Regions from separate parts of the Mus musculus genome. Here region 2 is linked to region 1. A link is a contact called in public promoter capture Hi-C data. All regions are on one chromosome and are shown on one strand. The core of a region is the stretch at or near the end of the contact, and the rest is flanking DNA. Distances in the headings are between cores, read along the strand shown. Region 1 holds the start of Tspyl1 (testis-specific protein, Y-encoded-like 1). Region 2 holds the start of Hs3st5 (heparan sulfate (glucosamine) 3-O-sulfotransferase 5).

Region 1 (6,662 bases), core at 2,897-5,396:
CATTTTAGCCAGATAACCCTTAATTTACACAAAAACACATGCAGTTCATGGGGAAAAAAGTAATACCGTTTAACTTTGGTTTTTTGTTTTGGTTTGGTTTTTTTAAGATTTGGCATCTCAGTGTCATGTTTTGTTTTGTTTTTTTTTGAGATTTATTTTATGTATGCGTACGCTCTTGCTGTCTTCAGACACACCAGAAGAGGTGTTGGATTCCATTACAGATGTCTGTGAGCCACCATGTGGTTGATGGGAATTGAACTCAGGTTCCCTATAAGATGGCTCAGTGGTTAAAAGCACCAGACTCTTCGTCTACAGGTCCTGAGTTTAATTCCCAGCAACCACATGGTGGTTCACAACCATCTGTAATGGGATCTGATGCCCTCTTCTGGTGTGTCTGAGGAGAGCAACAGTGAATTCACATTAATAAATTCGTCTTCAATTTTTAAAAATATGTCTAAACCTTGTCTAATTATTAAAAAGAGAATTTTACTATTTATCAAATAGCTTTGTAAATTCTGATGTCAATTTTACTAATGCTTTAAGAACTGTCATCATGGTTTTTAAGGCAAGATACCAAGATAATTCTTCTCATTACTTCCAAGTCTTTCTGGGCATTTTCTTCTGTTATCTAAGTGGTTCATTTTGTCATTCTATAGTTTGCTGACAACTATGTGCAAAATATAGTAGCTGCACTAAAGAACTAAAATACCCTTAGCTCTATTTTCACAAAGTTTCTAAACTCTGAAGGAAGTAAAAGTGAAAATGTGAAATATCTTTCTCTACTTACTGTATTATGGCATTGTTTGCATATCAGGTCTGATTTTTTTATCACTGAAAGGAATGGAATGTATCCATTTTCCTTCTCAAGACCTAGCAGAACACCTTAATAAAAACTAGTGTAATTCACCACAATAAGCAATTGTGTTTTCCAGCAACAGGGGTCCCTAAAAAGGTTATCTCACACTGGGAAACATAAATAATACAAGGCAGAGAAGTTACCCTAATAGGCTTTGAATTATTCGACAAATGGAAGTTAATGATAAAGTTAAGAAAATATTTTCAACTGAAAAGGTATAAAAATAGTATTACATGGTAAATACTTTATAAGTGTCTGCTTATGAAAAGTATAGTTGAATAACACATGAAAAATATCATATGTGGAGACAGAAATTGTGAACCTGAAGAAGTGAAGGTATGGTGATACTGCACAAGTTGTGTGGGAAGATCTGCAATCTCAGTAAGCAGTTGTAACTGTCAACCTTCTACAGCAACAAAACAATGACAGTAACAACTACTCTTCAAGCAGGAGAAACAACTACTCTTGGTACCTCTGGGATGTCAATTGTGTACGTTTAAGGAATTGAATAATTCAACAATCTTGTCAATTATACAAACCCATTAAGGCAAGTTTACGGCCAGGTTGGGGATTAAAAAAAAAAAAAAGCCATCTAACAGGATGCCATGCTTTTATTTACCATCATGCATAAAAATGGCAACAAATATACAGTGCTGACAAAGTACTTTTATAACTATATCAAGACAATCAAGTCACATATTTACTTTTCCATGAAAACAATAATTTGACACATTTGATTAAGACCAATTATCCAAGCCGTTTCTAAGAATTTGGAGTAATATCGAAAACTGTTACGAATATTCAGTCTCAGTATTATAAAGACTACTGTTAGCCAGGCAGTGGTGGCGCACGCCTTTGATCCCAGCACTTGGGAGGCAAAGGCAGGCGGATTTCTGAGTTCAAGACCAGCCTGGTCTACAGAGTGAGTTGTCTTACAATATTCCAAATGGTTTCAAATAAATGCAAACAAAAGTGTTTAAATTTTTTCAGTAAGTTGAAACAAGTAGCATTTTACTAAATATTGGTAAAAGATGGGCAAAATATTATACTTTCACTTATATCAGATCACATATAAAGAGAGGAAAATAACTCAAACTTGCACTGCTTCTTTAAAGAAGCACTATCTAGGCAACATTCAACACTCAGAGAAAATATTTTTTCCTGAGAAATTAGTTCTCTTCCCATCACCACTGACTGACCAAGATGTGTAAGCTGTGTCCTGTCTTCATTCTCAGCCCAATTTTTATCTGACTTATTTTGATTCTAAGCCTTTTCAGCTCACTTTTTCTGCTTAGAGTACCCATCAAAACTTCTTTAGTTCTTCCATATATTAGGAAGGGCTCAGCTGTTTCCATCTAGCTGTCTCCCTGGAAGCTTTTTAGAGCTTGCTAACCAGGCTGGGGAGTGGGTAAGAGAGGAGACAAGGCAGAGTTGTTTCCTCTTTTACAGAGTATCTTCTCAGGAAATGCTAAGTATAAATGACTCCTGGCCTTACAGATGTTTCTGAACTACTTTTCTTTAAAATAGCAGGAGAAAGGTGGGAGAGTGAGGGTGAGGAGCACTGGCAAACACAATGGAGTGTGATATAACCTAGAAAGTGGTGCCAAAAAAAAAAAAAAAAAAAATCACACAGACAGTGGCCCACTCCTTCAATGTTTAGGCTCAGCAACTGTCCAAAAACTCTGTGTCCACGTTGCCACATGATGAACAGATAAATAGAAGGGCCCCCAGTTAAAGCAAGACATCTAGGTGGCAGTAAACAGGTAAGACTGAAAACAATAGGGTCCAAACAGTGTAAAGGCAGTGTAACATACAGTTTCATTGTTGAGCTTAGAAAGGGTATAAGCCAGGGCCGTGAACCAGCAGATACTAATTCAGAACAGCATGAAGGCCATGGGAAAGCAGAAGCATGTCCAGTCTTAATCTCGAGGTGGAGACTATCCAGATAGAAGATGCAGAAAAGTCAGGAGGAAAGAAATCAAAACACTGCATACCCGTTGCATTTGCTCAAGCACAGGTGAGAAGGGACCAGTTCCGGCCGCATTTTCAAATGCAAAGATTAACCTGACTGGAAGCCAAAAGGCCTGGGAATCTCCACTGGCTCCCTTATTGGGCGACGTCGGGGTCTACGGATTCCTTCACGACACAGGTAGTATTGCAGTGGGTTTGGCCACAGATCCTCTTTGATAATCTCAGCGATTCTGTCAGATTCTGGAAGGCTGTGGTCCGAGAACCAGGTGAAGAAGCTGCAAATGAGATCTTGGTTTCTGCGAATGAAGGACTGGGGCTCATGCCCTCTCCGCCAAATGATTGGAGTGGAAAGAGACACCACTCGACCAGATGATCTCACTTCATATTCCTTGACAATCAGCTTGTTTCTGAAGTAGGGGTTTCTTCGAAAAAAGAACTTGAATTTGCAGCCAGTCTTAGGGTGTCTCAGTTCCTTCACCTCCAGACTGGTTACGTACCTTAACATCTCTGCATCCCGACCCCTAATCATGGCGGACAACTGAGGGTGGTTCCGGAAGGCAGTCATCCAGAAGCCTGGGATATTCTGAATGATGTAGTTCCTCCGTTCCAGGTAGTGTCGTCGCATTCGCCCAAACTTCTGCTCCAGATGTTGGAAGGCCCTGTCGGCCTGAGCATTCACAGTGTCCAGTTCCAGCTGGATGGCCTCCAGCGGGTTCCTGCGAAGATCTATGCCCAGGTGCCAGGGCCCTGCCTCCTCCGGCGCCTCCCTCACTCCTCCACTCGCCTCCAGCATCTCCATTTCTTCGCCCGCGGGCTTCTGCTCCACCTCCATCACCTCCTCGCTCCCTGGCGTGGCCACTTCTGACTTTTCCGCTGCAGCCGCGACGGTGCCCGGTTCCGTCTTCACGTCACGGGCCTGGGACTCCGCTCCCCGAGTTTCTTGGGCCTTCTCCACATATTTCGGTGTCACGAACACCGCTGCCGCGGGGCCCCGAACGGAAGGAGGTGACTCTCCCTGCCTAGCTGCGGCCACCCGAATCTGGGGGACAAGGCCCTCGACATCTCGGGGCGCGGGGCTCCCCACGATCCCTGCGCGGCCCTCACCTGTCACCGCCTTCTCCTCGCCGAGCAGCGGTCGCCGGTCTGGGGTCCCCGAGACAGTGTCAGCATCGCAGTGGCCGCGGCTGTCGGGGACAGGGGTCCCCTCGTCCCGCTCCGGGCTGCTCATGTCGGGTCTAGTCGCGCAGACCTCCGCCTACAAACAACAACCCTCACGGTCCCCCGCAACCCCAGCTCCGCCCCTCGCTCTCTCCAGCGCAGTGACGCCAGAGCCACAGCCCGCAAGTCTCGCGAGAACCTGCAGCGCACCTGATTGGTTCTTCAGCTCGTGACTTCCGTATTTGTTTGGCTTCTGTAAATGTAGCGGATAGCGGTTGTCACGTTTGTTTCCGTAAAGGGATGTCAATCATCCTAGGAGACTGAAGACAGTGGCGGGGCTTCTGGACCTGGCTTCTGGACCCTTCGCCCGCATCCGGGCTGCAGCCGTGTGTGTGTCTGTGTCTGCAAACAAGTTCATCCCCTTTCCACTTATGTGGAACGGTAAAAACACCTCCTGGTATTAGACAAAGCTAGGAGCCAAATGTTTGTATTAACCAAGGTGAATGCCACGGTTCCCCACCACCACCACCACCACCACCACCACCACCACCACCACCACAGAACTGAAAAAAATAATGAAGTCTAGCTTGGTGTGATGGCCCTTGTCTGTCGCCTCAGTGCTCTGGTGCTGAGGAGGATCGTTGACTTGGAGGCTAACCTGGGCTGCATACACGTTGGCTCAAAATAATAATAAAAACTCAGTTCTATTCTAAGCTCTGACGTTACTGGGGAACAAAGATCTGTGGGTTTGCTTTGGGAATTATTCTTTTTGGAAAAGATTTTGTGGTCATCATTAATGATTGTTTTTACTGGTGTGTCTTGCACCGTGGCATCGAATAGTTTGCATAACAATCCTCTGATGTATTAAGATATCCATTTTATTGAGACAAGGAGAGACTGGGTCTCTTACCAGAATAACATAGAAAATGACAGAGCGATGATTTGAGCCCTGGACATTTGATTCCCGGGTTCTCTGAACGGGATGTGACGTCACTTTAGGACATAGGCATAAATGCATAGTCTATATCAAGTTGATACATATTTTCTCCCACCTCCTTTCCGCATCCATAAATAGATTAATATTTAAGAACACATTCATTTCCTTTCTGTTTTGAGAAAAAGAAGGTAGTTATTCGTGGTCCTCAAATTCAAATTTACCAGAAAAATGTCACCTTCTGTATAACAAATATTTCCAAAACACCATTTAACGTTTTTCGATAAAGTTCATAGACAATATAACCCATCTACACACATAAATAGAAAATTTAACAATTTTACTATAAAGCTTACTGTAGTGGTGGCGATTTTAGTATAGCAAAGGGGTCACCGACTTAGGTTATTATAAGAACTATATGACGTGGCATTTATCACAGTGGTAAACGCACCAATAAGAATGGCGTGGTTAGAAAATTACACATCTCATAAAAGTAACTGCGGATGGAGAGTGACACAGATGCCTATGTCAGGTCTTCTGAAACTGTAATCCAATTTTGGTGAAGTTCTGGTAAATAATGTCTCCTCCTCTCTCCCTTGCACTGTTTCTTCCACACAGAGAAAGGAATTTCCACGGTTAAATTCTTGCTAGGCGTGTTATTTCCAACGACTGTCACTAGAGGGAGCGACTTCTCCTTTAGAAAATGATGCTACACCTATGACAGAATGGATTCTTGTAAATGAAATTGAGCCACAGTCTTTTACTGAGACTAAACTATGAATGTTAGACGATGCATCTTAGACATGATTCATTTTATTATTATTTTCCACTAACTATCATATAGAAGTGTCCACTTGGTTTTGTTTAGTCTGACAAGGTCCCCATTTGTCTTCAACTTGATTCAAGTTCTAGCTTTGGTTTGTTTGACCTGGACAAGTCACCCCTCTAGGCAGGCAAAGGTGCTTGCTGCGTAGCCTAAAGATAAGTTTAATCCCCAAGACCGGACCAATGGGGAAGAAAGAAAAAATGACTCCTGCAAGTTTTCCTTTGTTCACCACAAGGATCCCCCATGGCACACAAACACACACACACAACCAATCAATGAATTAATTTGATTTGTTTTGATTTTTGTCTTTGTTTTTCAAGACGGTTTCTATGTGTAGCCTTGGCTGTCCTGGAACTCTATCTGGTGCTTACGCCTCCAGAGTGCTGGGATTAAAGGCATGTGCCACCACTGCCCCACAATTTCAAATAATTGTTAATACTTAAAATGGAAACTATCATTTATATTTTAGAACTCTAATATGAAGATGACACAAGATGTATAAAGTATAAAATGATATATAAAGTAGGTAGCATTGTAAGCTTTCAATTAGCAGAACATAGTAATATTATTTACATTCTATGCTGAAGCTTACATGTATTTTAATTAAGTTTTTGTGCACTAACTTAATGATTTCAGGTAGAGCATTAATGCATTCATTCAGATAAGGATATTGAATGTATGTGTTATGGAGGAAATGAGCTTGACTTGGTTCCTGCTTTGGATAAGGACTGACTGACCAAGCCAGCTCAATCAGTCAACAGGTTCTCCAGGGCAGCAGAGAAGATTAAAAAGAAAAAAGACAATTAGACAACACTGTAGCATGACCCAGCCAGTTCTGAGGCTGAGGCAGGTTTATTTTTTTCCAAATCTGCTTTTATATCATTTTAATTACATGTAAGTAATAAGTCAGATCTAGG
Region 2 (6,662 bases), core at 2,896-5,395, 2.2 Mb before region 1:
ACTTGGTAACAACTAATCATATTTTAGGAAAAAATATGATTTAGCATGCTTTAAAGAATTCATAGTAAGTTGCTAGAAAATTTAAGAATCCTGCTATTCTAAATAGCAGTATTCCAGCTTTCTAGCCCATAATGAAACCTTAACAGGTCATAGCTTTGACTTGCCTCTATACTTGAAAAAGGACTTGAAAAAATATGAACCTGTGAATAATTATTCCTTTTTCTTATTTTTCTGTCTCCATGTATACACTTTCCCTAAAGCAGATTATAATCCATTACCAAGCAATAACTACCCAATTACAATATTGAAGTTTTATAATAAAATATTGCACAGAAATGTAAAATTATGCAATACAACAAATAAAATAGGTAAGCACTCAAATAATTTCTGTTACACACTTTAGTGTTAAGCTCACATTATACCCTTAAATATGCTACAATCAAATGTAGTGAGCACTCTTACTGTCTCCATCAATGAACAGTGTCTTTCACTACAGTTATTTTAGTTCTAAATAAAGGTCACTACCATAAAAAAATTCATCCTGCCAAGATATGCCCAGAGAGTCAAAGAAAATTCCTTCCATTTAAAATCTCCATAAGGAATTTCACTTTTTCTCTAAGAAAGAAGATAAACAATCATTTTTTGTGAACTTCCTCATTTGCATATAATTGCATTATTAAGAGGTGTTACTGTTTCTAAGATTAGAAAAGTATAGGGATGAGGAAATGAGGGAGCAAAACACTATTCTATGAACTCAGTTTGCTTTTTTTGAGGCAACAGGAAGATTTGCATTTATTCATAAGTGAATACTAATGATGTATTGAGATCTGGCACTACTCCAGAGAAGTATACAGAAAGACAGAGCTAGAAATGTGACCCAGTGCAGATTCATGACTTACTCCTAAGAACTCAGACACCTACTCTAAGAAAGCAGCCAGGAAGTTAGAGACATCAGTTATCTGGAGTTGAGTCAGCTAAATGACACATGGCTTAAAAATAATGACAGAATTGAGGTGGAAACAATAACACTGTAACATCTCTTTTGAGATGACTTTTGAGTCAACAGTTCTTTGTTGGTTGATCACCTACTTTGGGGGAAGATGCTGCTTCCTCAAGAAAGGCAGTGTTCCACAGTTCCATTTACACAGCATAGGAGCAAACATTCTCCCTCTAGCAATAATCTTTCCTTGTTTTAAATAACGGCCCAGCTCAGCTATGCTTATTGTGTGCGCTCATGTGCTCAAGAAATACTTTTTGAATGAGTGCAAATTCAGTGAGGAGGAAAGTTATTCATTCAGAAACATCTGTGCAGGCCTGCGAGACGGTGAGGAGAGTGAAGGCAGCATGCCATCCAAACACTTTACATCCTGTAAAGACTCTGCAAATACAGGGATTTCAAACATTAAGCTCAAGGTCTGGCTGAGTCTAGAAACCAGGACCCAGTACCTGCTGTGACTAGTGACTGAGTACTCTGGCTGTAATTTCCCTCACAAGTTGTTTAGACAGATATACTTGAAAATACTTTACATAAGTAATGAAGCCTATCTCTATTTTATTAATTGAGGACAGAACATATTTAAATAACTCTGGGTAACTTGGAGGAGAGACCAGAGCTACTATGCTTACCCCAGTTTAATACAGGGCAGTGAACACAGATACAGTCAAACAATAGTTTCCTTCTGATCTTTGTTTCTTGTCTCATTGCCTGTGTTTTATGGCAATTCACTAGCAAATAACCATTTTCTCACCGAGGCCAGTCTGATGCTGATACAGTCATAGCAAACAGTACTAATTGTGAACAAGTATAGTTGAAAAGGAAAGGAAAGGTGCTCTCATTTCTCCTGCTAAGAACAAAGAGGGGGAAAACCATGAAGAGGAAGAACAGAGGTAGTTTTAAAATGTGCTCTAATTAATAGCAATAAAACATTTTAAAAATAGTTATATTTGATATCAAATTTGGTAATTGCTTTTAATCATCTCCAACAGCTTCTTTGAAAAGTAGACAGGTATGTTTTGAAGTGAGCAGTAGCAGGAAAACACTTGTCTAAAGCTGGAAAGTATGTAGCGAATGAACATTGAACAACACCATTTAGAAGCACCTACTTTTAAGGCTGTCAACAAAGCAGTTTGCAGAGGAAGAATGCAAAGGAAGAGAGGATGCCTGCCCTTTTTGTTCCAACTCAAGACCCTGCACGCCATTTATCAGGCTCAGCTTACATCAATCAGAAGAGAGTCACAGGGCAATTAAATATAGCCACAAAGTAATAGTAATACGATGTAAAGCACTTTACAGACATTAAATATCCCCTGAAAAGACTAGCATTTCCCATGAAATGAGAGAGAGAGAGAGAGAGAGAGAGAGAGAGAGAGAGAGAGAACACTAAGGAAGGAAAGAACACCCCAGAACTCACATTCTTGGGTGAAAGCACTAAAGGAGGGATGCCCAAGACCTATGCCCACAGAGCTGGAATGACTTAGTAGCAGTAGCGCTAGAGGTTCGCTTGGTGTGCTCCTGGAACCATAAACACTAAAGTCATCAACATCAGGCAGTGGGGCGGGGATGGCGGGGGAGAATCCTTCTTTACTAGGCAGTGTGCTAAGTCCAGGAGGCAGTATGCTGTAGTGGGTCACAGCGGCTTGCAGACTTCTTAGAAATAATAATTTGATCACTCCCACGATTGCACTCATCCCGCGCGCGAGTTTGTGTGTGTGTTGTTGTTTTGGGTTTGAGTGGAAAGGGTTAAGCAGATTGAAGCTTGAGGAAATGGGAATCTTAGGAGCGGAGCGGTCGGGTCTTCTTCAAAGAGTAGGCACCCACTTCCGCGGTAGTGGAACTACCTCTGCTCACCCTGTCTGCTTTTTGCGTGGACTTCAGGGCAGCCCACTCCCCTTAAAGCCACCGTATAACTTCAAATAACAGTACACAACTAGCGGAGAAGTGGCCAAGCAGAATCCCAAACTGTGAGCGATCATCATCAGTGACTGTGCGTTCTGCATCTGATTCTAGGGGAGCGCTGGATGTAGGTCTCAGAGCAAGACAGACAGGCAGACAGAAGGGCGGGGGGGACAGTCTTGGAGGCAGACTGCTAAATTCGCTCAAGCAATTGCTCCTTCTGTTTCTCTTGTCCTATTAGTTTAACCCCTACCCCAGCAAGAGGCTCAAAGTCTTCCCCAGGAGGCGCCTAGAAAAGCCGCGCCCTACAAAGTGAGTGGGGCAAAAGGATGCCTCCTCTAGGTGACTTCGCTTATCACTTTCTCCTAAATTCAGAAAGTCCGAGCTTCGAGCCCCCTACCCTCTCTCCCGCACCAGGCGAGCAGCGCGCAGTGCTCACTCACCTTCGTCCCTAGTGGTGACAGCCTCGGCTTGGAAAGTGGTGGCCCAGGCCAGTCGCCCCGGGTCACCAAGTGGTTCCCGCGATCGCAGTGGCAGTTGTCCAGTAGTTTGGGATGCTCAGCTAGGAGCAAGCCGGCGAGCAGAGCAAACAAGCAGCACAGTACCCGGGCTTCCACTCGGGCGGCGACAGAGGCGGCTATGGTGTCCTGGGCGGGGAGCTGCAAGCCAAAGGAGGGGAAGAGAAGTAGTGGAGTTTAGGGCACGTTTCCCGCACTTCCCTAGGAGACTGGAGCCAGGTGCGGCAGGGCGCGCTCCCGCGGCGCGAGCACGCCAGGGGCAGCTGCGGGAGCCTTAGTTCGCGCAGTGAAGGGGACCGCAGGAGCTCTGCGGGAGGAGGTTCGCATTCTCCTCGCCCGGCGCGGGCACCGACGCTGACCCGGACTCCGCAGGCGAGGGGCAAAGCCTCGGGCGTCCGCAGTGACAATCTCAGAAAGCTCGGTCCTTGGAGATGCCTCCAAAAGAGCAACAGTCAGTGAGGCTGAGATCTTCCTTCCCTGCGTACTCCGGTGGCCTGTGCCAAGCTGTGCGGACCGCGGACTCCCCGCCTCTCGCGCTGTCACAGCCGCCGCCCGGTCCCTGGCGCGCTGGAGCCGGCTGCAGCCTCCCGGAGACGTGCCCAGCGGGATGTGCGCGCGCGCGTATGTCTAAGAAGATATCTTCCCCTCCATCACTTCGGCTCGCGGGAGGGACCAGGTCCCTGGCGGCCAGCTGCAGAGTGGCTGCCAGTCCACACCCTCCCAGCTCTCATCCCACCCACCCCGCCCCTTCTCCTCCTCGCGCTCCCCTCCTTCTTCTGCTCCTCCCCTCGTAGCCGCTCCTGTGCTCCTAAAGGCAGCAGAGGGACCTAGAGGAAAAGGGGGAGGAGGAAAAGGGTGGGGAATGGAGCGCAGGTGTCTTTGGAACGGAGGTGGGAGCAGGCACCATAGCTCCAATAGGCAGGGGCAGGGCCTGGCCTTAGGGGTTGAAGAGGGAAGAGGATATACTGGGAGGCGGAGGACATGAGGCTGGGCCACAACACGTCCCACCCGGGAGCGGAGAGCTTTGGCTAGCACGCTGTAGCTGTAAGGTGGGTGGTCAGGGCTCCTGAGCAATCTAAGATCACAGCTTTGAGAACCTTGAATGGGTTACTGGGCTGGCAGATAATTAATTTGATACTTAGAGATTGAAGAGACCGGGTTCCTGAGGAGGTGTGACAGATCTCTGCTGTGATAGTTGGGAGTCAGACCCAGAGCTTGAGAGGGGTCACACAGGTTTCCAGAGAGACTACATTGACTTCAGCATGCCAGGTGAGAGTGCCAGAGGATAGGAGGGGCTGGTGGCGTCAGCCACGGTGCTTTGGGCTGCTGTGTGCCTTCAGAGTCACAGGGGGCGATCACTGCCTAGTAGGAAAGAGGAGCTCTGGTCTCAGCCTTCATGTGGGTCTGGAGTTCCAAAACCCAGAGGCACACTCACCTTTCGAATTTAGTTCCTCTGTCCTAGCCTCTGCCTCCAGCAAAATGGCAGGCCAGGGAACTGAGTCGATTTGCTGGATTCAGCTTCTTTGCTGGTGGAAGAGGGCCCACCTGGAAGCTTATTTACGGTGCTTCCCTCCTAATTTCTATTCTCAAAAAGCATCCCTGACTAACCACAATTACAAGGAAATTGTTACTACCCCCTCTCATGGGGGTAGCCTGAACAAATAATCAAACATGGTTTATCCTTCCATTCCTTCTTTCTCTGGTTGTTTCTGTAGAGGTAGTCTGCTTCTTGAATACTTTTCATTGCACAAATGTACAAGTCCTTTAGGAAGACATCACAATATTATTGCTCAGTGCACTAGAGTAGAAAGAATCGGCATATCAATCCTTTCTGTTACTGCAACCACACTGTGTTAATTCTGTCTATCTAGAAATGAAAGGTAGGCAGCAATCCATAAGACAGCGTGTTTCTGGGTTCTCATTTTGAAGCAGCCCCACTTTCTTTCAGGGACCCATCTTTATCATTATCCTCAAAGGTCATGAGCTCAGATCTCAAAGTCCATTTTTAAGTTATCAGCCTGGGGGGGGGGGGGGGGACGACACGACTGTTGAGTTCCAGAAGAGATAAGTTAAATTTCCATAAACTTATTTACCATCTACTCAAAAAAATCATAAGCTCAGCAGCAGCATCCACATGTATATTGTGTAATGTAAGGAGCAGTAGGAGAGATGGCTGTTTGCCAGCTCTGTGATCCATTAACCTCTTTAGCTCATCATTGGCAACAATAGCACCCAATCACATTCTTATGTTTGAAAGACAAGGGATTTCTTTTCCATCTCAAAATCACAATGCCACATTATAGTCTAAAAGAAATCTCAAACAATAAAAGTAATACGAAAGGAAGAGAAACAGTTTGCTTTTTTTTTTTTCTGAGCAAATGTTGCTATATTGTTTTTCTTGAGTAGGAAAAGTGCTGAAAAGCAATAAAGTTCAGAAAGGCATGATAATAGATTTTGAAGAATGCATTATTCTGCCTATCAATCCTTTTAATTAGCAAACTACCCATTTAAATGTTTATTTCTATAATCTATTTATTGATACACACATTCTTTGGAAGAGGAAGATTAGCGGAAAGAGGATGGGTAAAATGTATCTATTTCATTCCTCTCTCAGGGTGATGTCTAGCAGGAGGGAGCCTGCAAGAAGGCTATGCATTCTCAAAACCTCTAACTTTTCCTCAGAGAATCCTTAGCCTGAGTAGCTGATGAACTTGGAAAGTGTCACAGATTTAGCCTTACTGTCAAAGGGTTAGCCTTCAGGCTAAATAAAGCCTGGTAGATTCGACAATCTGAAGCATGGTTCCAGCCAGCACCATTCGCTCACTTAGTGGCGGAAGACAAGGTTAAGGGACACAAAACGCAGAGCTCCCAAAAGCTAATCTCCACCCAAAGCGGCATTTCCAGAAAATATTTTTAAAATTTAATTTTGAAAACAGTCACAGATTTGATGCTTTTGGAAAAAGCTTAATCACAAAAGCCAAATGAAGCACATCAATGAAAACACGTGGTTAATTAGAATGTTCATTTGCTAATGATTTTTTTCTCCTGAACAATCATGCTCTCTTGACTCAAAAATACAACCATTAAGCAATATTCAGTTCACAACTTCTAATAGAGAGTGCCCTCCCCATGTTTTGTAAATGTTTGTCGTTTTAAGAAATTGGGGAGGGGTAACTGTTTTACCTCCAAAAATTGATTTGTATTTATTTCAATGAGCTGTAACCAGCACCTGGAATCAGTTGACTAAGCAG

What was found. Promoter capture Hi-C pulls out the DNA fragments that hold promoters and counts their contacts.
Region 2: a contact with region 1 is called in a promoter capture Hi-C map of cranial neural crest. The contact joins the promoter of Hs3st5 here to the promoter of Tspyl1 in region 1. A contact is called at or near these places in 1 of 39 promoter capture datasets (cranial neural crest) and 1 of 115 datasets of contacts at active chromatin or transcription factors (astrocytes).

The regions. Positions count from the first base shown.
Region 1 is chr10:34,279,674-34,286,335 of GRCm38.p6, reverse strand. Tspyl1 (testis-specific protein, Y-encoded-like 1) reads right to left here and starts at 4,146. Exons shown (of 1, transcript NM_009433.3): 1 at 1,451-4,146. The coding sequence starts at 4,055. The coding sequence ends at 2,916. The region is part of intron 1 of Gm26564 (a long non-coding RNA gene); the gene reads left to right.
Region 2 is chr10:36,504,290-36,510,951 of GRCm38.p6, reverse strand. It overlaps Hs3st5 (heparan sulfate (glucosamine) 3-O-sulfotransferase 5), which reads right to left and starts at 4,145. Exons shown (of 5, transcript NM_001253356.1): 1 at 3,337-4,145.